Regions from separate parts of the Sus scrofa genome. Here regions 1, 2, 4 and 5 are each linked to region 3. A link is a contact called in public HiChIP or PLAC-seq data. All regions are on one chromosome and are shown on one strand. The core of a region is the stretch at or near the end of the contact, and the rest is flanking DNA. Distances in the headings are between cores, read along the strand shown.

Region 1 (2,700 bases), core at 114-2,613, 320 kb before region 3:
CCTGCAACACCGTCAATAACAAATTGAATTGAGCCACTAGAAAAAAGTCCAGGTTTTTATTGCTTATTATATTTTTAGACTGGCTCTGGGAGACATCCATTTCTAAACAGAATTCTGAGCTTTTCCTAGGACCTAGGGTAGTTGATAGAAATCTTTTATCATGTACTAGCTTTCTATACGAGTAAGTAAATAAATGTCTCTTTGAGCTTCGATTTCCTGATCTATAAAACAGGAGTGATAATAATAGCATTGTTGTCAGGCTAAATGAAATTATGCCATTCTCTTGACACATAGTAGGGGGTTAATAATCTTTCAGCTGTTTAGAGCTCCCCCCATGCCTCTAGAACAATTTTTCTCATCAAAATTTTTCTCTTACCCTTTAGGATTCTTGCTTTTTTCGATCGGACCTCAAGAACCTCTAGAGCAAGAATCAGCAAGTATTTTCTGTAAAAGGCCAGATATTAAATATTTTAGGCTTTGCAGGCCACACGGTTTGTGTGGCATATTTTTCTTTATTTTTATCACTGCTGCTTTGCTTTAGCTTCTTTACGACCCTTTCAAAATGTAGGACCATTCTTCGCTATGGCCACACAAGAACAGACCTCCAGCTAGATAACCTGCATAGACTTACAACTTATATGAGTTTGTGGGTTGGCTACACTGTGCTCTAGAGTGGGGGTTCTTAAAGTGTGTCCCTTCCAACCACTAGCAGCAGCAGCTCCTGGAAACTTGTTAATACAAATTTGGGGGCCCCACCTCAGATTGGCTGGATCATAAACTCTGAATTTTAGCCCAGCAACCTGAGTTTTAATAAACCCTCCAGGTGATTTTGATGCAGTAGTTCAACCTTGACTGCACATCAGAATCACCTGGAGAGCCTTTAAACCATGTCAATACCCAAGCTTTATACCAAATCAGACACTCTGGGGATAGGACCAAGGTATAGGTGTTGAAAGCCCTGCAGGTGATTCAACGTGTAGCCATAGCTGAGAACCTCAGATATAAACTCAGGGCTAGCTTCTACGTCTGTCAAGTAAGCTTTTCCCTACTGATATTGCCAAGGTAGCCAGTACTTGGGTCTTCTTCTTGGTTTGGTGATTTCATGAAGGAACCTCACTGCAATCCATTGATCAAAAGATAGCTATTCATACTATGTATAAAGCAGTATGTTAGGCATGCTAGGGATATTTTTTAAAGTATATTAATAAGTCCCTTCTACCTTTGAGTAATTTGAATATAAAAAGCAAACTTCTCCATTTCTAAGGAGCTCATAATTTCACTTTTACAAAGAAGGATCAACTCAAGAAGCACCACCCATTTTCATTTTTCTCTGAGTTTAAACCTGGTCACTGGTCACCATTTTTTCACTCCCCTCACCATTACTGCAATGGGCTGAGTCTGTTATTCCATTATTCCACATGAAGTAAGTTCTAGGGTGTTCATTCTTGTTTCAAAAACACATTTTCCTGTGGAAAAGCTTTTGCCTGGTTTTATATTGGTAAGATAATTCTAGAGTGCCACATTTGACAAATGACATCAGCCCGCCTTCCCCTAGCCATAAACCATTTTAGAACGCTTATGCATAATTTGGCTTCAGGTCAAGGTGGCGTAATATGAACCAGCAGAATATACAGCACAGGGTGTCCTTAGCAGCTATCCTAAAGATCAGCAAAACTCATTCCTGTAAGAGAAGCTCATCTGTGAAGCAAGGTCAAGCCCAGTGGTCATCAGGGAAGGTCCCCTTAATGGAATCGCCCCTGGCCTGGAGGGACTTCTGCTTTGAAACTCTGCTGTGGTTGTCTCTCCGGCTGCCTACCTCAGACCCATATTTTCCTGCCACCAGCCAATTTCCATTTTGTTCAGGAATCAGATGGACATATTCTTCAGGGAATGCTGGCCTCCTCCCCAGCCCCAGAGGTTCAAATTGATGGTTTGGCAACATTGTGGTAATTCAGCATCCTTTGCCAGTGATTGGCTTAGGAATAAGCATGTGACTTCTAATTCTGGCCAATTATGAGAGTAGAAAGAGCTTTGGGGAAGTTCTTGTTGTTCAAAAGGAATGCAAAGGAAGATGTTTCTTGTTAGGCCACTATATATAGATTTGAGGATGTGATGCTTAGAGCTGCTGTAACCATCTTGTAACCGTAAAAGAACATGTCTGGAGCCAAAAGGCAACGTGGTGAGAATGATGCAGTAGAAAGATGGAAAGCATCATCTTTATTTCCCCTTGAGCTGCTGAATTAGAGACCCAGATACTACCTGACCTCTGTATTTCATTATTATGTGAGATAGTATATGTCTTTCTTATCTAAGCCACTTTTGGTGGATTATGTTCTTACTGCCTAAAGCATCCTAACTAACATATCTATGTTAGCCATATAATTAGATGTGAGAGAATGTTGTCTTATACTTAGTGTCTGCTTACTCCAAAAACCTGCATCTTAGTATCGGGGATTTTTCTGTTGGAAAAAAGATTTTTTACTCATTATTCCTCTCTTAGTTTCTTTTTCTTCTTCTTCTTCTTTTTTTTTTTTTTTTTTTTTTTTTTTTTTTTTTTTTTTTGCTTTTTAGGGCCACTCCTGCAGCATATGGAGTTTCCAAGGCTAGGGGTCAAATCGGAGCTACAGCTGCCAGCCTACACCATGGCCACAGCAACATTAGATCCAAGCCGCGTCTGTGACCTACACCACAGCTCACGGC
Region 2 (2,700 bases), core at 86-2,585, 400 kb before region 3:
CATGTGCCAAAGGCGCAGCCCTGAAAAAACCCAAAAAACAAAAAACATGCAAAAAGGTATCATAGGAATCATTTAAAAAGAATCTATGGGAGTTCCCGTCGCGGCGCAGTGGTTAATGAATCCGACTAGGAACCATGAGGTTTCGGGTTCAGTCCCTGCCCTTGCTCAGTGGGTTGATGATCCGGCGTTGCCGTGAGCTGTGGTGTAGGTTGCAGACGCGGCTCGGATCCTGCGTTGCTGTGGCTCTGGCGTAGGCCGGTGGCTACAGCTCCGATTCAACCCCTAGCCTGGGAACCTCCATATGCCGTGGGAGCGGCCCAAGAAATAGCAACAACAACAACAACAACAACAACAACAACAAAAAGACAAAAGACAAAAAAAAAGAATCTATGCACTTCAGTAGGGACCAAGGTGGGAGCGGTCAATTCTAAGACACAGAGGGGAGGTGGGGTGTGCAGCTCTTGGCGGCTGGTAAAATCCTTCCTCGTGTTTAATGTTTTGTATGGTCTAGTTGTTCACTGGCTTTGGATTTAATTCAAATGGATTGTAAAGAAAGGTGTTTTTTTTTCTCTTAAGGTGCTTCCCAGGAAAAAAAGCAAAGGTTTTCTCATTTGAAACTTCCTCTCTGCGTCTTGCCCCTGACTAGTTTTGCAGTTTCAGTCTTTTGAATTCTTCTGTCTGGGACACTTTGCAGACTGCCGGAAATCCAGAAAGCAGAAGGGAACAGAAGGCTGTCTACGCCTTTGATGTCGGTGCACTGTGTTTCACGGTGTGTCTGTGTGTCTGTTTCATCATGTGTGTGTCGGGCGGGAGGCACATGCATCTCGGATTTCCGGAGAGCCTGATGGGGCTCAGCAGCCCACCCATGGGTCTCCTTGAGGCAGTTTTTTTGTTTAAGAAGCATCACTGGAATCATGTCACCCTATGGAGCTGGTGGCTGTCGGATAAAGCATTCGTGTTACCTTTCCGGTTCTGTCCAAGTGAACTCTTGACTCCCCACTATTTTCCTTCCTGCTGCCTTATGATTCCTTTGGATCTAATTCTTCCAAGGCTCCTTTGCCAACTGTCCATGAAACAGAACCAGAATGGCCTGTGGCCCTCTGGTCTCTGCTGGGTTAGAATTCCCAATTCTGAAATTTACACAAAACTCTGTGATGCTCGGATATCCATGTACCTTCCTCATTTGTTACTCAGACATGAAAGTACTTACTTCATAGGGTGTCTTAAATAAGATGACTCATGTGAAGGGCCTGGCTGGTTGAGTGTTAGCTAGTTGTGGGATCATTTTAGTGACACATGGGAATTGGCCGCAGTTCTGAGCACTGGGTCATGGCCTTGGCTGGTGATAACAACCCAACCATCGGTCCCTTTAAGGACCTCCAGATGGCTGGCCACTGGCTTTACTTACATCCCTGCTGGAAGGGAGGAGGGCGAAGGCTGGGGAAGCACAAGCCCCTGCTGAGATTTCACCCCGGCTGCTTCCATCAGTAGCTTCACCCCAGGGGTTGCAGAAATATTTTGTGTTCCCAGAACCTTGCTCTGGGCACCATCCCAAGAGAGCTCAGGGTTTAGAATGTGCTACGTCCTCAGCAGCCTAGTCTCAGCCTTCACGAGGCCAGAGAACCTGCAGCGGCAAACAGGAGCCTTCCTGGGAGGTTTCTAGGGAGGTCATGAGAGAGTGTCATCAAGCTTACTAGTGAGCACCATCTGAACGCATCCTTTCTCCACGGCGGTTTGCTAGGGGCCGAAATCGTCCAGTCCTCAGAGTCAGCTCAATGCCTGCTTACTCCCTGCTCCACTCGGGTTACAGTTGCTTATCCCTTTGACCTGAGACAGCGGGGACAGACATCAGCCCCAAATGTCTGAGACAGGTACTCCCTGCCAGGCTTGACCGTCAATTCATGGACTCGAGGATGAAGCTGAATCCTCAGCAGATCCCAAAGCTACACAGGGGAAGTGATTTTTCTGTTTCCCTGGATGCACCCAGGAAAGCAGAGTTGAGGCACTCAGGGTGGGAGGGCAGGGCCTATAGATGGGGCTTTCTTGGGGTGCTGTCCATTGCACAAGCAGGCATGGTCCATCCCCATATGCACGTCCTGCAGGCTTTGGAGCGCCCAGCCTGGAGCCTGGAGTGGAAAGGAGCAGGTGAGACAGTAAGGAGGCACAAGACAATGGGATCTAGGCAGTGACCAGGTACAAAATGCTTAGCGAGCGCAGTGAGGTGGCAGCTTACTCTAACCCCACCTGAAAAGGCCTTATAGGAATGTGGCATGGTAGGATTTAGAAAATAAACAGACCCTCCAATGATTTAAAAATTGTTGACTTCGGAGTTCCCACTGTGGCTCGGTGGGCTAAAGACCCCATGTAATGTCTGTGAGGATGCAGGTTCCATCCCTGGCCTCCCTCAGTAGGTTAAGGATCCAGCATGGCTGCAGGCTGTGGCTTAGGTCACAGATATGGCTCAGATTTGGCATTGCCGTGGCTGTGGCATAGGCCAGGAGGCCAGCTCCATTTGACTCCTAGCCTGGGAATCCCATATGCCACAGGTGCAGCACAAAAGAAAACAAATTGCTGACTTAAAAACTCCTGCAAGAGTAAGGCTTAAGCATCTTGAATTTGTCTTGTATCTTATCTGCCATGGAGTTGAAAGCATGTGAACAATGAATATGGGAGAATGGTTGCAGCAGGAAAGAAGGGGGC
Region 3 (2,700 bases), core at 50-2,549:
ATAGTTTCCCTTAGAAATATGGTATACATTTATCACCAAACAATAAAATCCAACAACAGTAGTGTTACAGCACCTGTTAGTACAGACATCTTTTTCATAAATTACATCATAAGAAAATATACGGCTGTAAATTGGGCTTTTAAAAATGTCTTTTATAAAATCTGAACATACAATATTTCATTCACAGAATGTTTTTTTTTTTCTATGTTCTGACTGAAGCCTTGTGCATAAAACGACCGGTTGGAATATTTATTAAATGCCCCCCCCCCAATTATAAGCACTATTTGAATTACTTATGCTGAGCTTTCTTTATGATGAATTTGGCATGGGGTTTGGTGAGGGAACAAATGCTGGTTTTCCTATAAAAAGGGCTGTGGTGGTAATTAGAAAAAAATATCTTGACAGAGTAATTAGAGAAGTCAAATCAGAGAGTGCACAATTTTTCATTTTAATTCCTAATACTGTGGGGGAAAAAGGGAAAGTATAACGTAAAAAAAATTTTTGTTCTGAACAACAATGGTATTCTTGTTGGAAGCCTATTAAAAGTTAAAAAAGAAAAAGAACCTACCCAACAAAAGCTCTCATTCCAAACGTATCTGGTACATTACAGTTCTTTCACACCTAAACTTTATGGAGAAAGCACTGCAAATTAGGGTATGTCATTTCAATGGACTTTCCAAAGCAGAAAAAAACTATTTCTATTAGGTAAACAGGTTACGTTTTAAAACTTGAAAATACCTGAATTAAATACTTTCTCTAATATCTGATTTTAACTTTCAGATAAAATCCTTACTTGATTCCAGGTTTGTAAACATTGCATAAATCCTTCTTAGTCAAACAGTTTTATGGCTGTGGTGATCACTTCAGCTCTCTCTCTGTACAGGCAACACTTAACTGAGGTAGACCAGATGTTTCTAAAATTCAGGGTCACACAGAATCTCCTGAATCTTTAGGAAGTAAAGAAAATGCTATAAAAGGTATTTAAAAAACAAAACATTAAAAAAAAAAAAAAGCCTAATGGTATTGAAAGTTTTTAATGAACTCAAAAACAGCTTTGTGGCAGTATGTCAATTAAGAATGGAGAGAGTCAAGGACAATGTCGGAATCTGAAACTGAACATGTTACCTTCTTTTCTTAGCTAGGGAAAAATCAAGAATAACTCCTTCTGGGTGTTTTTTTTCTTCTTTTCTTTCTTCCTTCTTTTTTTTAAACGATTCATTTTCGAAACGAGTGAACAATTTGCTTCTAGACCTCAATGGCAACAGCTCCCCCTAACGGCCAAAGGAAGGGAGAGTGGCAGTAGTCTGGCTTTTCCTAGGATGCCACAAGACCTCTGCTGGACACAAAACTATGTTGTTTTGTTAACTTAGATAAGTCAGATTTAGACAACAATGGCTCTGTGCTACAAATACAAAATCAATGTACATAAGGCTCTGTAATCCAAGTTTTAAAGGAACATCTGCTCCTTTTCTCCAAGCCCCAGTCCTATGAATCAAGGCAAGTCAAGTAATTAAGCTTCAGCTATTTTGGTGGCTTTGCAATGAAGATGAACAAAGCAGTCTATCCTTCCATAGACTGTATGTATTATAGTTCTATCTTCTTACACCAAATTTCACATGCAGAGAGACTAAAAATAGCCATTTTGGTGTCAGGTTTAATTAAGGGCCAATAAAGGTCTTGTTTACTACTCTTCCCCCGCCACCCCCCCAATGTGAATTCTCTATTAGATTACTCACTGACCCAATTAAGTTTAGATGGAATTTTTGAAAGTAGCTATTTATCCCCTTGTGACAGAATGTGTTTGTTTACCTGGGATCTAAGACTGTACATGAATATACATAACTACAATACAGCACTGCTGTTCTTTTAACAGCTCCATATACAGTTTAAGTTCATCAGTACCTCAAAAACTGTTTTAAGAAAAGGTTATTATATAATGTCATGGTAAAGAAAAGGGGAATTCTCAAATATTCCTTTAGAAATGATACAGGTAACTTTGAAAATAAAATGAGTAAAGCCATGATTTCAATTACAGGGCTATCTACAGATATCAACAACAAACTTTTTAAAACTTATATGTGGCCAGCACCAGACTGCCACACACACACACACACACACACAACACACGTACACACGCTGGAGGGCCGGACTCTCATTAAACTATATGGCTGTATGTTAGTTGCTACTGTGTAAGTTTTTTACACAGATTACCAAAGACTAATTTTCAAGTCCATATCAGATGGAATACTAGTTTTTTTAAAAAAAGCAAACTTAAAAAACCATGATTCAACAGAAAATGTGACAGACTCCTTAGGTGCAACTTTAGAAATCATAGTTTCAAAGGAGGAAAATAGTAGTTACCCCAGAATTTTTAAATCACTACCACAGTTTTATCATGGCTCCCGAAGATAGAAAAATGGAACAAAATGTATTCAGATATTGGCAACACAGGCCTTGTGGCTCAAAATGCGTACTAAACATGGGATGGAGTAAGGCTGATGGCAAGAGGTAATCACCTCCAAAGAAATGAACTGGAAAAGATTTATAATTCACCCTACTAAGATATAACCTTAAGTTCCGTTTCAGAGTAGTCACAGCTTTCCCTTTGGAAGGCCCAATGGCAAGTGCATATTGCAACATTATGTTTCACCCTTGCTCCATTTTTCAAAAATATTAAGTCCTCAAATTCCACAACACAGT
Region 4 (2,700 bases), core at 198-2,697, 440 kb before region 3:
CAGACAGGACCACTGGTGGGCTGGCCAAGGCTGCTTTGAGAACCACTGGTGAAGGTGCCCAGGGCACTTTACCGCCAAAGTAGCAGCAATTTAGGGCAGGTGAAAAAGCTAGGTGATTCCACTGCCCACATGTGTTCCAGCTGCAGGACAAGAAGAAAGGGTGGTGACAGCCAGCCGGTCAGCTACTTTATCAGTCTTGTCCCATCTTAAGGATTCCCCCAAAGGTTCATGATGGACCACCGAACCCTACTTGTAGAAGTAGACACTGGGATGCATCAGAGAATATCAGGCTCTACCCATTTTAAATTTAAGTGGGCTTTGATTAGCCTGCAGGGAATTTCCATGGAAACTGGCAAGCTCACTTTGCCACAGCACAAGGGTATGACATCAGGTAGGCGGGAGGACTGGAAAATCCCTGTCCTTTCCAGAGTCAGTGGGTGTCACCTCACTTTGAAGTCATCCCTGGCTCCTTCAGGCAGATCCCAGGAGCTCCCATTTCCATTAGAGTGTTTCTAATATGTAATTGTCCGGGTGCATATCAAATCCTACCGGCATGGGGGAGACTCTGGTACTTTATCTGTTTCCCCCAGAGTATAGCTCAGTTCCTGGTATAGAAAGCGCTTCATAAAAACGTGTTAGTTTTTTACAGTGATATCTTAGAACGCTGGCTTCTTCGTCTGTGAAGTGGCGTCATAATAACTACGCAAATGACTGTTCTCAGGATTAAATGTCAGAATAGAAAAAGTACTTAGGGCAGTGGCCAGTACTTAAATAACATGTATTTCATCCCCACCCCCCACTTTTTTTGGTATTGGAAAATTATTTCTGGTTCTGATAGATAACAAGCAAAAAGTGTTTTTTAAAATAGCAAATAAACCAGAATATTGCACACTTGAAGTGGTTGTGTGCCAGTGTTACTGGACTTCTAGAATAGGTCAGCAATGGTATCCCACCTAGCATGTGGAGGTTATATCAGCTCCAGCCCAAATTCCTGGGCATTCAGACCTTCTCCTCTTCATGCTTCGTAAATAAGGGAGATTTCTGCAATGTTCAGACTTGATTCTATTTCAGACATCCATGAAATAAACTTGGAGAATGGGTAAGCCATTATCATCAGTAATGATAAAAATGACTACTGGGAGGTGGCCCTGTTTGTTCACTGGTCCTCAAAATTTCACCTGTGTTGTCCCAGAATAGCTCCATGTCCTCCCTGTAAATGCCCCTAAAGGGATCGCCTTCTTTGCTTTACTTCTACAAAAGAGTTCCGATAGGGGTGATTTGTAAAGGAGATCTGTGTAGGCTGCCCTGGAGTGAGATGCTGGCTTTGCAGGGCCATCCTGAGACTGTTTGGCAGGGACATAGAATCGTCCGCTTCCAACCAGGGTCAGGTTTCCACATTCCTGGCAGCTCTGAATTTTACCTCTTCCAGAGGGACTTACATCACTGCGTGCCCTGCAGCTCCGTCCTTTCTGCTGTCCTCTGACTGCTATCCCAGGCACTGGACCCATGAGAAGCAGAGTGGAGGCTGAGAAGAGGAGCAGGTGAATGTTACCCGCACCCAGTTGCCCCTTGAAAGCATGTCAGAGGCCGATTTCCTCTTGCTCTGTTGTGAGCCCAGTACCTGGCAACGGATCTGGCTTTCCAGCCCAAGCCCAATGCCACCTGGGCCAACATCCCTGGGTTCCCAGTTTTTCCATGGTCTCATCTCTCAACCACGTGAAATCTGTGTTGTCCTGGAGTCAGTGAGCAACTATCTTCTCTTTCTCCTGTGTTTGATTCCAGCTGAACTCCTGACTTCTGCTAGTGCATCCTCATTATTGGCATTGTCGCCTTGAAGGGCAGAAATTCCCCTACTCCTGCTCTGTTGCCCCAGCTGCCCTCTGCTGGCCATTGATGGGTATTGTGGTCAACCCTTTGTCACCCCGGGCATGGCACAGGAACTCTTTCTTTGCTCTTAACTAATTCTCAGGCTTTCTTTTCCTTCTTTTAAAAAAATGTGGTTGTACACTCTCAGAATTTTTCAAGCAACACTGAAACCCCCCACTTCTCCGTGCTCCCAGTGACCTGTCTCCTGGTTCCGCCATAAAGCATCTCGCACAGCACCAGGCACTGGCCAGGGCCTTGATTGAGTTGATCGTTGGTGATGTTGCCGAAATGGACATGCAGCACTGCTTGGGGTTTGGGGGAACTTGACAAACTGGAGGGCTTTGTGTTAGAGCAGGGTTTCTCAAACTTGGCACCACCGACATTTGGGGCCAGATGCTTCTGTGTTGTATGGGTCTCTCCTGTGCATTGCAGGACGTTTAGCAGCACTGCTGGCCTCCACCTTCCAGATGCCAGTAGCTCCTGTCCCAAGTTGGTTGTCCTCGCAGACAACCAAAAATGTCTTCTCCAGACACTGTCAAATGTCCTCTGGGGGGCAAAATATGGTTGAGGACCACTGCATTCGGATGTTGATACAATAGGCCCGCCTTCCTCAGAAGGACTTTCAATGCTTCAAGGGCAGTCTGTGCTCTGGGGCCATTCGGTGCTTTGAAGGACACCCTAGTTTCCTTTGGAGATGGATACTCGGCAGCTGCATGTGCTGGGGAGGGGGTCTCATGGACAGCGTCTCTCCTAAGGGCTTTCCATGAATCCTCCGGCTTCCTGCCGCCTGTCCTACGCTAGCACTCAGCTCCATCAGGCCCAAGCTCTACCTTC
Region 5 (2,700 bases), core at 188-2,687, 300 kb before region 3:
AGGTAACAGACATGGTGGCTGGCAGTGCCTGCCTGGAATCCTAATTAGCCTACCATCCCTTTTTAACCATCCCTCTTCAAGGGGCTAGACTACAAAGAGTTCTGGATCCACAGAGAAAAATCAACTAGAACATGGATAATTTAAAAAATGCAATACAGGTGAGTTTCAAAAACAGTGTAATACCAGCCTTTCAAATCAAAAAAAGTGAGAGCGCTGGAAAACCTTTTTTTTTTTTTTTTTTCTCTCAAGAAGGCTGACTTCCTAGCCATTGTAGATGGGTTATTAACTCATTTCATTAAACTAAATTATTAATTTGCTTTTCAATTAAGTGTGTCATCACTGTCACAGCTCTGATGTGTCCTTCCCCATTTTCCAACATATCTGGGCCCAAAGTGAGAAGTAATTCGGTTTGGGAGGATCTTTTGCCCCTATTGTTTTCTTGGGTGTCCTCACTCGGGAGGCCTGGCATTCCTCACGTGTCTGGGGCAATACAGGAGCAGCCAAGCGCGAGGAAGCCACACAAAAGGCATCCAATCGCTATCAATGTTGAAAGATCAATTCGGTGAGCACACGAAACACACCCGATAGGACCAGAAAAGGGAGAAAAATCCCTTCTCCCAAAGGGTGAGACATTGGTTGACCTCTTGTGAGTGTCCACATACACAAAACACCAAGCAGGTGAAGTGTGGGCGGCGATCTTTCTGAATCCCCAATCATCTCACACGCCACGCAGGCTCGGCCTCCGCCCTTTAGTCCCAAGAGGCCGGGAGGGGCCAAAGGGGCTGTAGGGCGCTAAGTCTCGGGAGGGGTCGCGGCTGGCTCCTTACCCTCCCCAGTGCCGCTTCTGCCCAGGAGCCAACGCTCCATTCACGTTGCAGGCGCTGCGGCTCCAGGGCAGGAGGAAGGCGGTTTGGTGTCGGGGCCGGGGCCGCCTGGGAGCGCCCGCCGGTCCAGCAAGGGGAGGGGCCGCGCGGCGAGCCGAGGATGCCCGGCCTTCCCTTCTTCGGCTTCCAGCAGGCGCAGCCCCGCGGCTGGGCCCAAGGGCTGGCTGGGGTTTCTCGCAGAACTGGGCCGTCCGGGCCTCCGAGCGGCCCCGCGGCTCCCACGCCACTGCCCGGGTGCCAGACTCAGGACGCAGCTTTCCCGCCGGGGTCTCCCTTCCCGCTGGCCGGCCGGTGCTGGATGCGCGCGCGCGCGCGCACACACACACACATACACACAAACGGAGACAGACACACACGCCCGTGCTCGTCCTCTTTCCTTTTCTGCAGCCCTGGCACCCCCCTCGCCCAGTCTCTTGCTCCAGGGTGCGGGGCGCCCTCACGGCCTCGGCAGGGCAGGCCCCTCCCGGGGGCGAGGCGGGGAGCTGGACCCGCGCGGGAGCCGGGCGCGGGGAGGGGCCAGCGGTGGGGGCGTGGCCGGCTGCTCCCGCCCCTCGAGTGAGTGACTGGGCGAGGAGGTCCCCTCCTTCCCTCCCTCCCTCCCTCCCTCCCTCCGTCCCGGTCCCCTCCCCTGCTCGCAGCCCGCCGGCTCCAGCTCGCTCCCTGCCCACTCCCGGGGGGACGTTCCGTGCCGCGGCCGCTGCGGCCGCCGCTTCTTTCACACTTGAGTTGGGAGCCGCGCGCCGCGCTCAGTTACTGGCGAGCTGGCCGCGCGCCGCCGCCTCCCGCACGCACGCACGCACGCGGGCCGGGCTTCGGGGGCTTAGGCTCTTACTCCCGGCAGCTGGGAGGAGGGGGAGACCCCGTCTGACTGTGGGGAGGAGGAGGAAGAGGAGGAGGAGGGAGGAAGAAAACAGGCGAGGAGCACCCGGGCGGGGGGCGGGAGGCTTGCCACCTTCAGCCCCCCCGCGAGCGCCCAAGGTAAGCGTGAGCCCCCGCCAGCCCGGGGCGGCGGGAGTTGGCGGCGCAGCCCGCCCGGGCTCCGCTCCCCGGCGCGCCCGGGTGGGCTGGGAGGGAGGCCTGCGGGGTGCCTGCCGCGCGGCGGGGATGCGAGCCGCGGTCTTGGCGCTGCCGGCCCGCGGCCCGGGCTGGGGCGGCTGGGGCGGCTGGGGCCGGGGCTGCTGGGGCTGCTGGGGCTACCGCCGCCGCTGCGGGGCCGGCGGGGCTGCAGGGGACGGAAGCTGGGGTGCGGGGAGCTGGAGGGGGCGTCTGCTGGCCGGGGCGGAGGGACTGGGATGCGGTTGGGGCTGCTGACGACTTTGGTCACATTGAGGCCTGGGTGGCTGGGGTTCGACACCCCTCCCTTGCCACCCGCACCCCCGCCGCCCTCAGCCTTTCCTGCTCCTCTCGAGCTTTGCCTGTAGCCGCCGTACTTTGCAAGCCAGAGCTTGGAAGAAAACACAAAATTTAGAATCCTTTGCTAAATCTCCAAGTCTCTTCTCCCGCTCCGACAGATTGATGTGTTTGTGTGGGTGCTGTGATCCCTGGGATTTTTGAAGTTTTGACCTTTTTGGGGTGGCTTGTTTCCGTGCAGCTGTTTGCCCATCTCGATGTATTTATTATTCGTGCCCATGCGAGGCAGCCAGAGGGTGCTTCGTTATTGTACAAGGGAAAGATTTCACTCCCCTCTGCAGGCAGTTCTCGGAGTGCGGCCGCCGCAGCTGCCTCTGGTCTTCTGCTCGATGTCCTTCCCCATCTTCCACCCTGCCCCCCACCTCCTCCGAGGGATTCCCCCCCCCCCCCAGCTCCTACCGTTTGT

What was found. HiChIP or PLAC-seq counts read pairs in DNA pulled down with a chosen protein or histone mark.
Region 1: a contact with region 3 is called in an H3K27ac HiChIP or PLAC-seq map of skeletal muscle, with 4 times the contacts expected there. The contact joins two enhancer-like sites. A contact is called at or near these places in 1 of 47 Hi-C or Micro-C datasets (embryonic fibroblasts) and 1 of 2 datasets of contacts at active chromatin or transcription factors (skeletal muscle).
Region 2: a contact with region 3 is called in an H3K27ac HiChIP or PLAC-seq map of skeletal muscle, with 7 times the contacts expected there. The contact joins two enhancer-like sites. A contact is called at or near these places in 1 of 47 Hi-C or Micro-C datasets (heart right ventricle) and 1 of 2 datasets of contacts at active chromatin or transcription factors (skeletal muscle).
Region 4: a contact with region 3 is called in an H3K27ac HiChIP or PLAC-seq map of skeletal muscle, with 13 times the contacts expected there. The contact joins two enhancer-like sites. A contact is called at or near these places in 6 of 47 Hi-C or Micro-C datasets (embryonic fibroblasts, fibroblasts, liver and 1 more) and 1 of 2 datasets of contacts at active chromatin or transcription factors (skeletal muscle).
Region 5: an H3K27ac HiChIP or PLAC-seq map of skeletal muscle shows a contact between it and region 3, with 7 times the contacts expected there. The contact joins the promoter of C9H1orf21 here to the enhancer-like site in region 3. A contact is called at or near these places in 1 of 5 promoter capture datasets (liver), 7 of 47 Hi-C or Micro-C datasets (brain, embryonic fibroblasts, fetal heart ventricle and 2 more) and 1 of 2 datasets of contacts at active chromatin or transcription factors (skeletal muscle).

What each region holds. Positions count from the first base shown.
Region 1 is chr9:125,591,243-125,593,942 of Sscrofa11.1, forward strand. No RefSeq gene overlaps it. Among named protein-coding and RNA genes, the nearest start is that of C9H1orf21, 20 kb to the right of the region's middle. Within about 2 kb of position 1,364, at least 3 of the 83 cell types and tissues checked have an H3K27ac peak or open chromatin away from gene starts, as enhancers often do. A contact at or near this core is called in skeletal muscle, where this site is marked.
Region 2 is chr9:125,512,261-125,514,960 of Sscrofa11.1, forward strand. No RefSeq gene overlaps it. Among named protein-coding and RNA genes, the nearest start is that of C9H1orf21, 99 kb to the right of the region's middle. Within about 2 kb of position 1,336, at least 3 of the 83 cell types and tissues checked have an H3K27ac peak or open chromatin away from gene starts, as enhancers often do. A contact at or near this core is called in skeletal muscle, where this site is marked.
Region 3 is chr9:125,908,967-125,911,666 of Sscrofa11.1, forward strand. It overlaps EDEM3 (ER degradation-enhancing alpha-mannosidase-like protein 3), which reads right to left. Exons shown (of 20, transcript XM_021102628.1): 20 at 1-2,700. Among named protein-coding and RNA genes, the nearest start is that of EDEM3, 73 kb to the right of the region's middle. Within about 2 kb of position 1,300, at least 12 of the 83 cell types and tissues checked have an H3K27ac peak or open chromatin away from gene starts, as enhancers often do. A contact at or near this core is called in liver and skeletal muscle, where this site is marked.
Region 4 is chr9:125,467,219-125,469,918 of Sscrofa11.1, forward strand. All of the region lies in intron 1 of LOC110255527 (a long non-coding RNA gene), which reads right to left. Among named protein-coding and RNA genes, the nearest start is that of C9H1orf21, 140 kb to the right of the region's middle. Within about 2 kb of position 1,448, at least 1 of the 83 cell types and tissues checked has an H3K27ac peak or open chromatin away from gene starts, as enhancers often do. A contact at or near this core is called in skeletal muscle, where this site is marked.
Region 5 is chr9:125,611,645-125,614,344 of Sscrofa11.1, forward strand. C9H1orf21 reads left to right here and starts at 1,438. Exons shown (of 6, transcript XM_003482739.3): 1 at 1,438-1,862.